2 separate regions of the Anas platyrhynchos genome follow, and region 2 is linked to region 1. Evidence: chromatin contacts called from public Hi-C data. All regions are on one chromosome and are shown on one strand. The core of a region is the stretch at or near the end of the contact, and the rest is flanking DNA. Distances in the headings are between cores, read along the strand shown.

Region 1 (3,448 bases), core at 465-2,964:
TCAGCAGTTAATTCCCAGCATACTGCCTAGGTAACAAAAAAGACTGCAATAAAATTACAGTCGATTTCAGAACTAACTCCTTTTAAAACATATTTAACTTTGACAGTTACCCGTGGTCGAGCCATCGTGGAGTATGTATCAGTTTTATGATTAATGAAATCCTTTGTATAACAGGGTGATTGCTTTTAAAAACAAAACCAACAAAAATAAAACTACACACACAAACAGGAGCTATAACTTGTAAAAACAATATTACTTGTAACAGCTTTTTCTCCCCCAGAGGTGGAAGGCTTTAACAAAGGAACTTGCATTCTTTTTTGGAGACCACAGCAGAATTTGGGTTTGTTGGCTCACTTGGAGTTATCAGTTTGGGTATGTTAAACATTTTCGAGTGACAGGCCTTGCTGAGCACTCTGGGTTGCTTATTACTGTTCCTGCTGCATTCCAAACAAGCAGTTGAAGCAACAGGACGTGTAAACATTGCACCTGAAATTACACCTTCTCCTTTTTCATCTAATGGGTGTCAGTGCTTTTTCATCAGTTGTTTTCGGCGTGAGGAGAAGCGTGCCCTGCTGGGCAGGTTCTGGCGCCGTAAATAGACCGAACACCTAACTTTCCGAGATGACGGCTGAGAATAGCCCGTGAATATTTTCTGTCTGATACTATAGGAGGAAGAAAAATAGTAGCTAGGGTGACAAAAGGACTGAGCTAATTGAGTAAAAGAAATTGAAGCATTTTAATGGATGTGGGAGGGCTGGATTATTAGCGGTCACATCAGAGAAAAACACGGCACCGTCTGTTCCTCTTGAAGCTTATGGCCGCGTGTTTGTAATAGAGCCCACTTATCCTGAGGTCTGTGTAGCTTGTGTTAGAGAGGAAAAAAAAAAAAGGGAAGAAAAAAGTCCTTGGCCTTCCTTTCAGTGGCAAGCTACTTCACTTATGCCAGCAAAAAAAATGATCTGTTTCTGTGTTCAGGGTCCTTCATGGAAAAGGCTGTATCTCTGCCCAGAAGATTAGATGATATCTCCTTCACTGGAGTTCAGAGGCTCTTATAAACTGCCACTGGGCTTTGTTGGAGGATTTCTCGTTTGTTTTTCTTTCTTGTCCCTTAGATGTGGTGTTTGTACTTCCAGAATCATAGCATGCGAGGCCAATCAAAGTGCCAGTGGCAAAAATGATTGCTTCTCTTGCAGTGAGCAGCCGACAGAACACGTCACTGCGTGAGCACTGGTTGTGCAGCCCCACAAGTCTACGATGGCAGTGAACTTGTTTGCTTTCTCTCCTTTGATCTAAGCCAGGTCTGCTCCAAAAACGTCTCTTACTCTTCTAGCACTTGATCGCTCCTCCTTGCCCACCATCCTCGCTGTATTGCATTTCGTACTTCCTGATGGAGGTAACTCCATGACTCCCAAGACTTTGAAAGGGTTTGCTTAATAGTATTGGACAGAAAATACAAGTAACAATTCTCAATGGCAGTGTTGTTTTTGTTTTTTTAAGTAAATAAAGTGGCAGGTTGTAGTTCACTCAGTCGTATCTTAGAGATTTGGTAAGGTGCAGAGTTTCGGTTTGAATTTGCTGCCTGTAGGTCTCTGTGGAATGACGCTAGCCCTTTCATAGTGCTAGGTAGTATGATTTCTTTGGCATCTGCAGACTTCTGTCTCCTCCTTTCTGGAGGAGTGGCAAGCTCCCAAATCTCAGTTTTGTTATCACATTTTTATCAGTTACCCTTGGCCAGTTTTCTAATTCAGCGAGAAGAACAGAGCGCCCAGTGCTTTGCTGCTGGTCAGATACTGTTTTCCCAGTAAGATGTAAATGTGACGAATTATTTTTTTTCCTGACGTGTAATGCTGAGATAGGTGGATGACTGCTATCCCCTTACCTCTGCTCACCTTTTGCCTCGATATACTGACCAACCATACCACAATACAGAGGACTTGTGCACTTACATTTTTGCTGCTGTTACTTGCTAACCAAAGGACTAAACTGAAGTTTATGTCAAATCTCTTACCTGTTTTTCTGGTCACAGAGTGTCGCATAACTTTCATAGATGAAAATGAATTCATTTTGCATGTTAGTTTGACAAACCTTTGCGCTTTCCCCCTGCTGGCCATCTGTGCTCCTGGTTTTAGCACTGAGTTGGAACAAGATTGTGGGTTAACTTCTACAAGTGATGTAAACAGGGTTGAATTAGCTGCATATGCTGACACCGACTTGTGCTGTGGTTAAAAAACAGTTTATCTCATGCTAGTAGGGCTGAAGGAAATGCTCTTGATTTATTACATTATTAATGTATCGGTGTGCCTCTTGACTTCCAGGTTGCATCACAGCGTATAAGCTCAGTGGATCTTTCATGCTGCAGCCTGGAGCAACTGCCTGCCAACCTGTTTTATAGCCAAGACCTCACTCATCTCAATTTAAAGCAGAACTTCCTGAGGCTAAACCCTAGCCCATCTACAAGTAGAGCGCTTAATGAATTGCAAAGGTAAGGTCTGCTGGTTCTACTGGTCTTCCTCTGCCCTTGGAGCCAAGTAACCACTGGTCTGCAGGAACTTTCCTAAAGTGATGCTGGTTTAAAAAAAAAAAAGTAACTTTTCTTGGGGAAGAATGGACAGACTGACGCTTCAGAAATTGGTTAGCTGTGTGCTGGCTAGAAACAGACCAGCTTTCATAAGAAACTCCATGCTTTTCTATGAAAACTATTTTTGATCTAAAATGGAGTTTTCAGAGTGCGTTGCTTTACACCTACCTGCTGAGGCTAGGCTGTAATCCTTCAATCTGTTACGTGAGAGAATGAGTTACCGAGTTGCCCATCAGCAGCATTCTAGGTAGGGATAACGCTGTGTGCAAGTTCACTTTAGAGTTTTGTTTTCTCTCAAGCAAAGAAAACCCTGATTTAACAATTTAAGCCAGATTGCTGTCATCTCTCTTCTCTGTTCAAACCTCATCTTTTCCTAGTAACTGTGACCTTCCAGGTGTTCTGTCCATTGCAGCTCATCAAGAATGTAAGAAACGGATGGACAGCAGTACTACTAGTGGACTGAGTGATTTAATGTGCGTGTCCCAGAATTGTGAAATCAGCAGTCTTTCTGTATGCTGGAAGATTAATGTTTCCATAGTAAATATAAGCCTGTGATTTTAATTTCAGTAGTAACGGAATTGCAGAGTACCTCCGGATTGTATTTGTGCATAGTCCTGTTCAAATGAAATGTTTTCAACCACGTTTCTACATCCCTTCATCTTAAAAAAAGAACCAAAAAATGCAAGATGAATTATGTGGGCTGTTGTATTTTATATAATTCCAATTTTGTTCTAGAAAAACAAAAATCTGGCATAATGGAAGATGAATGAACCCAGCAGGTCTGCTTTACAAACAAAGCAGGCAGTGCTTCCAAGAGTTTATGAACAGTCTGGAGAGGAATACTGGATTAAATGTTCTGTGAATATTGGT
Region 2 (3,929 bases), core at 315-2,814, 85 kb before region 1:
TAAAGTATTTCTCTCATGCATCTAAATCAGGAGACCTGGAGTAACCTTTGTGAAGTAGGTGGCATGAGGGTGGTGTGAATCAGTAGAAATAATTAAACGGGAATGCACAAAGTAGACAGAATCAGGCTGCAATACACTCAACGCTGCACTTTCACTGTGTGCTGCTACTGTTAGAGGAGGTTTTGGGCACCGGTTTAAGCCTTTAATGGCCAAGCGTTGCCGTCATCTTCTCTCAGTGCACGCTCTGGATCTGGTCCTGGGTCTCTCGCCCAGAAGGAATTCCAGCGATGTTCCTGCTGGTTACTGCAAATCCAGATACGGGCCAGCAAACCGCACAGTCAGAACGTAATTAATTTGCTGATTGTTCCGTTCCAAAAGGGGGTGGTTTCCGTACAAAGGTAAAACGACAGCTTCATTGTTATAAACCTTATACGAGGCAGACACACGTTTCCATCGCGAGTTCCCCGGGGAACTCCTCTGTTTTCTGCGGTGTGTTTCACCTGCGTGTATGAGGTATAAAGAAAATAATGTGCAAGTCTGGAGGAGCGTTTTATTGGGAGACATAAACATTTGTTTTATTACGGTTCTGGTTCATTTACGTATATACACTAAAAAAAAATAAATAAAATAAACAGAACTAAAAGTGCTGCTTCATTGACACTGAGAGTTTGTCTCGGGGTGCTCAGGGATGAAGATTTATCTCCCCTGGCATTGGTGTAACTGATTAATTGCCCACAACTTCCACCCTACCGCAGCCCAGAGCATTTTCGATGAGTATCTGGCACGACGTTTCGCTGCGATTTTACAAAATGTATTAAAAGGGAAGGATCTCAAGCAGTCACAGCCCTGTCCAGCCTACATTACTCAGCTAAAATGCCCTCAGGAGCACAAGAGAGTTCTCCGAATAGATAGCGTTATGTCCTTGTGGTATGAACACTCTCCTATCTGATTGTAATTTATCTTTTCAGTAAATAATTTAAAATCGGATGGGGGGAGGAGGGGAAGTGTTGGTATCTGGTCGCTGCTCCTACACAATCTTTAGGAAGTATTTTCAGTAGTTTTAGGGTCTGAAATGCGTATTTTCAGTAGTTTTAGCAATGAAACACAGTGACAGGCTAGCTGTGCTGGAACTTTTTCTCTGTGGACCTTCTCACAGAGCAGTTCCCTGTGTGTGTGTGTTTAATGCACAAACGCCCCCCGTGCATTTTTACACCCCCTCCCGTCCCCATCTGTGAGGGAAAATCGCCCCGGCTCGCTGCTCGCCTGACCGAGCCGAGGGGGCACGGCTGGTGACAGGCACAGCGCGCCATGTCGCGACAGGATCGCGACCGTTAGCCAACGGTTCCCTGGCGAAACCCGGCCTCAGAAACACGGCTGCTGAGGGCAGGACACCGCCACCATTAACGTTTAAACCCAGGGGCGGGCGGGCAGCACTCCCCCCTCACAGCTCGCCCCCTCACAGCAGGCGCTGCCGGGACTTGTAGTCTCCCCCCCCCCGTCCCGGCCTCCATTTCCCAGCCCCGCAGCGGGCCGGTTAATATTCATGAGGCGCCCTCCCCCTCCTTCTCCCTCCCTCCCTGTCTCCTCCTCCCCTCCCTAATGGCGGCGGCGCCGGGCGGGGAGCGGGGCTGGGGCTGAGGCGGGCGGCGCGGGGGCCCCTGCGCGGAGCTGCGCTGCCCGCCCTGAGCCCTGCGCCCCCTCCTGCCCTGCCCTGCCCTGCCCTGCTCTTCCCTTCCTTCCCCCCGCTCCCTTCCAGCAGCCGATGGAGCAGCCAGCCGCGGGCGCAGAGCCCGGCAGGAGCCCGCCGGGCAGCGGCAGCCGGGCGGAGAGCGGCGGCCCGAGGAGGAGGAGAGCGGCCGGCGGTGGAGGAGGAGGAGGAGGAGGAGGAGGGGGAGGAGGGGGAGGCAGCGGCTCGGCGCCCCCCGCCGCGCTGGCGACCCCCGGCGCCGCCAACTCGCTGCTGCTGCGGCGGGGGAGGCTGAAGAGGAACCTCTCCGCCTCCTCCTCCTCCTCGCCGTCCCCGGCGGGGACCCGCAGCCTGGAGAGGAAGGCGCTGCTGCTGCTGCCCAAGCCCCCCCGGCAGCTGCAGCCGCTGCAGCCCCCGGAGCGGGACTGGGTGCGGCGGGACGTGCGGCGGGGCTGCCTGCACGTCTACGAGCGCCACGCCGCCTGCTACCTGCGCCCCGTGCTCTGCACGCTGGACACCACGGCCGAGCAGGTGGCCGCCCGCCTGCAGCAGCTGGGGCACCGCGGCGGCGGCGTGCTGCGGGTGCTGGGCAAGCCGGGCGCTGCGACGCCTCCCCCCCCTCCTCCTCCTCCTCCTCCTGCTCCTGCTCCTGCTCCTCTTCCTCCTCCTGCCGCTCCCCCGCAGGGACCCCCGCCCGAAGCGGCCGACGAGAGCAGCGAGCCGCCCGCACAGCTCTACCTGGCGGGGCCGCCGCTGTCCTGCCCGGCGCTGCTGGGCGAGCTGGGGCCGGCCGGCTCCGACACGGAGAGCTTCAGCCCCAGCGCCGACAGCGTCTCCGACCGCCTGGACCCCTACAGCAGCGGCGGCGGAGGCGGCTCGTCCTCCTCGGAGGAGCTGGAAGCCGAGCCGGCGGCCCCCGACGGCCAGGGGGAGGCGGCGGGGCCGGCGCGGAGCCCCCCGGGGCCGGGGGAGCCGCCGGGGGCCGGGGGGGCTCCGGGGGGCGAAGCCGCCGCCGCCGCTGCCGGCCGGGAGCCGGGGCCGCCCGCCCTCTACGTGCAGCTGCACGGCGAGACCAGCCGGCGGCTGGAGGCCCACGAGAAGCCGCTGCAGCTCCAGAACGACTACCTCTGCCAGCTGGGCTACCGGGACCTGTGGCGGGTGCAGGAGGAGGGCATGGACGCGGAGACCGGCTGCCTCATCCGCTTCTACGCCGGTGAGACAGCGCCGTCGGGGCACGGGGGGGCTGCAGGTGCTGGTTTGGGGCTGCCCAGGGGTTCAGGGATTGTGGGGTGTGAGCGCTTGGCAGCCCTGCCTTCCTTCAACTGCATCGCCCCTGAGCTGGGCTGCTGGGGGGAAGAAGCTCCCCACAGCTCCTTGCAGCTCCATCCTGCAAGCGCAGCCCCTCTGCTCAGCCTCCCGCTTTGGGTTTCGTCGCTCGCTGTTTGTGATTGAGGCTGTAAGCTTGTCAAGAGCGTGAGCATAAAAGGCAAGAGCCTCGCAAACGCGGCCTCGCCAAGGCGACTTTGGGTACGGGAGGTGGGGAGCCTTGGGTGGGAAAAGTTAGCTCCCACGTTGCCATGACGCAACGCTGCCGTGTTGTAGGGCTGTAAAAATATCTTCCCTGTCGGCTGGGTTGCTTGGTAAAAATACCTATTGTCATCCTGGAGCGCCTTGGGTTTTAACTGTCTCATCCGGCCCTCCGAAGAGGGGAGCGTGTTTAATGTCCAGCAAACTGTTCAAAAGCCCAGCGAGTTCACCTCTGGAATAGGTAAAGGCAGTGCCCAAAGATCAGGTCCCGCTGGTAAAGCAGCGAGTGACGTTCCCTCACAGGGCTGGCTGAGCAGTGGTACTCCGCTGAACCGTGAGAATTCAGCGCTTTCATGCTAAAAATACCGAGATTCCTCCCTCTAGTGAATTCCTCCGCATGTAAAACAGAGCTGGTAATGGCAGGCCGGGAGGGAGAGCGATGCTCGGGGTGAGTGCCCCTTGTTGTTCAGAGCAGCATGTGGGAGTGACGGCGAGCGGGCAATCCCTCCTTCCTTCAGTTTTCTAGGTGAGCTGTGCTCTGGCAAGGAAACGACAGGAGGTGGTTAGATATGCTGGGGTCAGCAAGGAGATAAAAATCATTTTTTTTTAATCAGGGTGGTCTGCGTGTGGCTTTGGCCGTGCCGGTGAGGGTGGGGTTCAGCAGGTGGTGTTGGAAGGAATGCTGCTCCCATCATTTCCATGCCCACAGCCCGGT

The links. A called contact is a pair of places that touch in the nucleus more often than the background predicts.
Region 2: a Hi-C map of F5 follicle shows a contact between it and region 1, with 2.2 times the contacts expected there. The contact joins the promoter of PHLPP1 here to the enhancer-like site in region 1. A contact is called at or near these places in 2 of 8 Hi-C or Micro-C datasets (F5 follicle and small yellow follicle).

What each region holds. Positions count from the first base shown.
Region 1 is chr2:79,823,862-79,827,309 of IASCAAS_PekinDuck_T2T, reverse strand. PHLPP1 (PH domain and leucine rich repeat protein phosphatase 1) reads left to right here. Exons shown (of 17, transcript XM_005021068.6): 4 at 2,316-2,482. Among named protein-coding and RNA genes, the nearest start is that of PHLPP1, 85 kb to the left of the region's middle. Within about 2 kb of position 1,714, at least 3 of the 8 cell types and tissues checked have an H3K27ac peak or open chromatin away from gene starts, as enhancers often do. A contact at or near this core is called in F5 follicle and small yellow follicle, where this site is marked.
Region 2 is chr2:79,907,824-79,911,752 of IASCAAS_PekinDuck_T2T, reverse strand. It overlaps PHLPP1 (PH domain and leucine rich repeat protein phosphatase 1), which reads left to right and starts at 1,564. Exons shown (of 17, transcript XM_005021068.6): 1 at 1,564-2,900. The coding sequence starts at 1,763.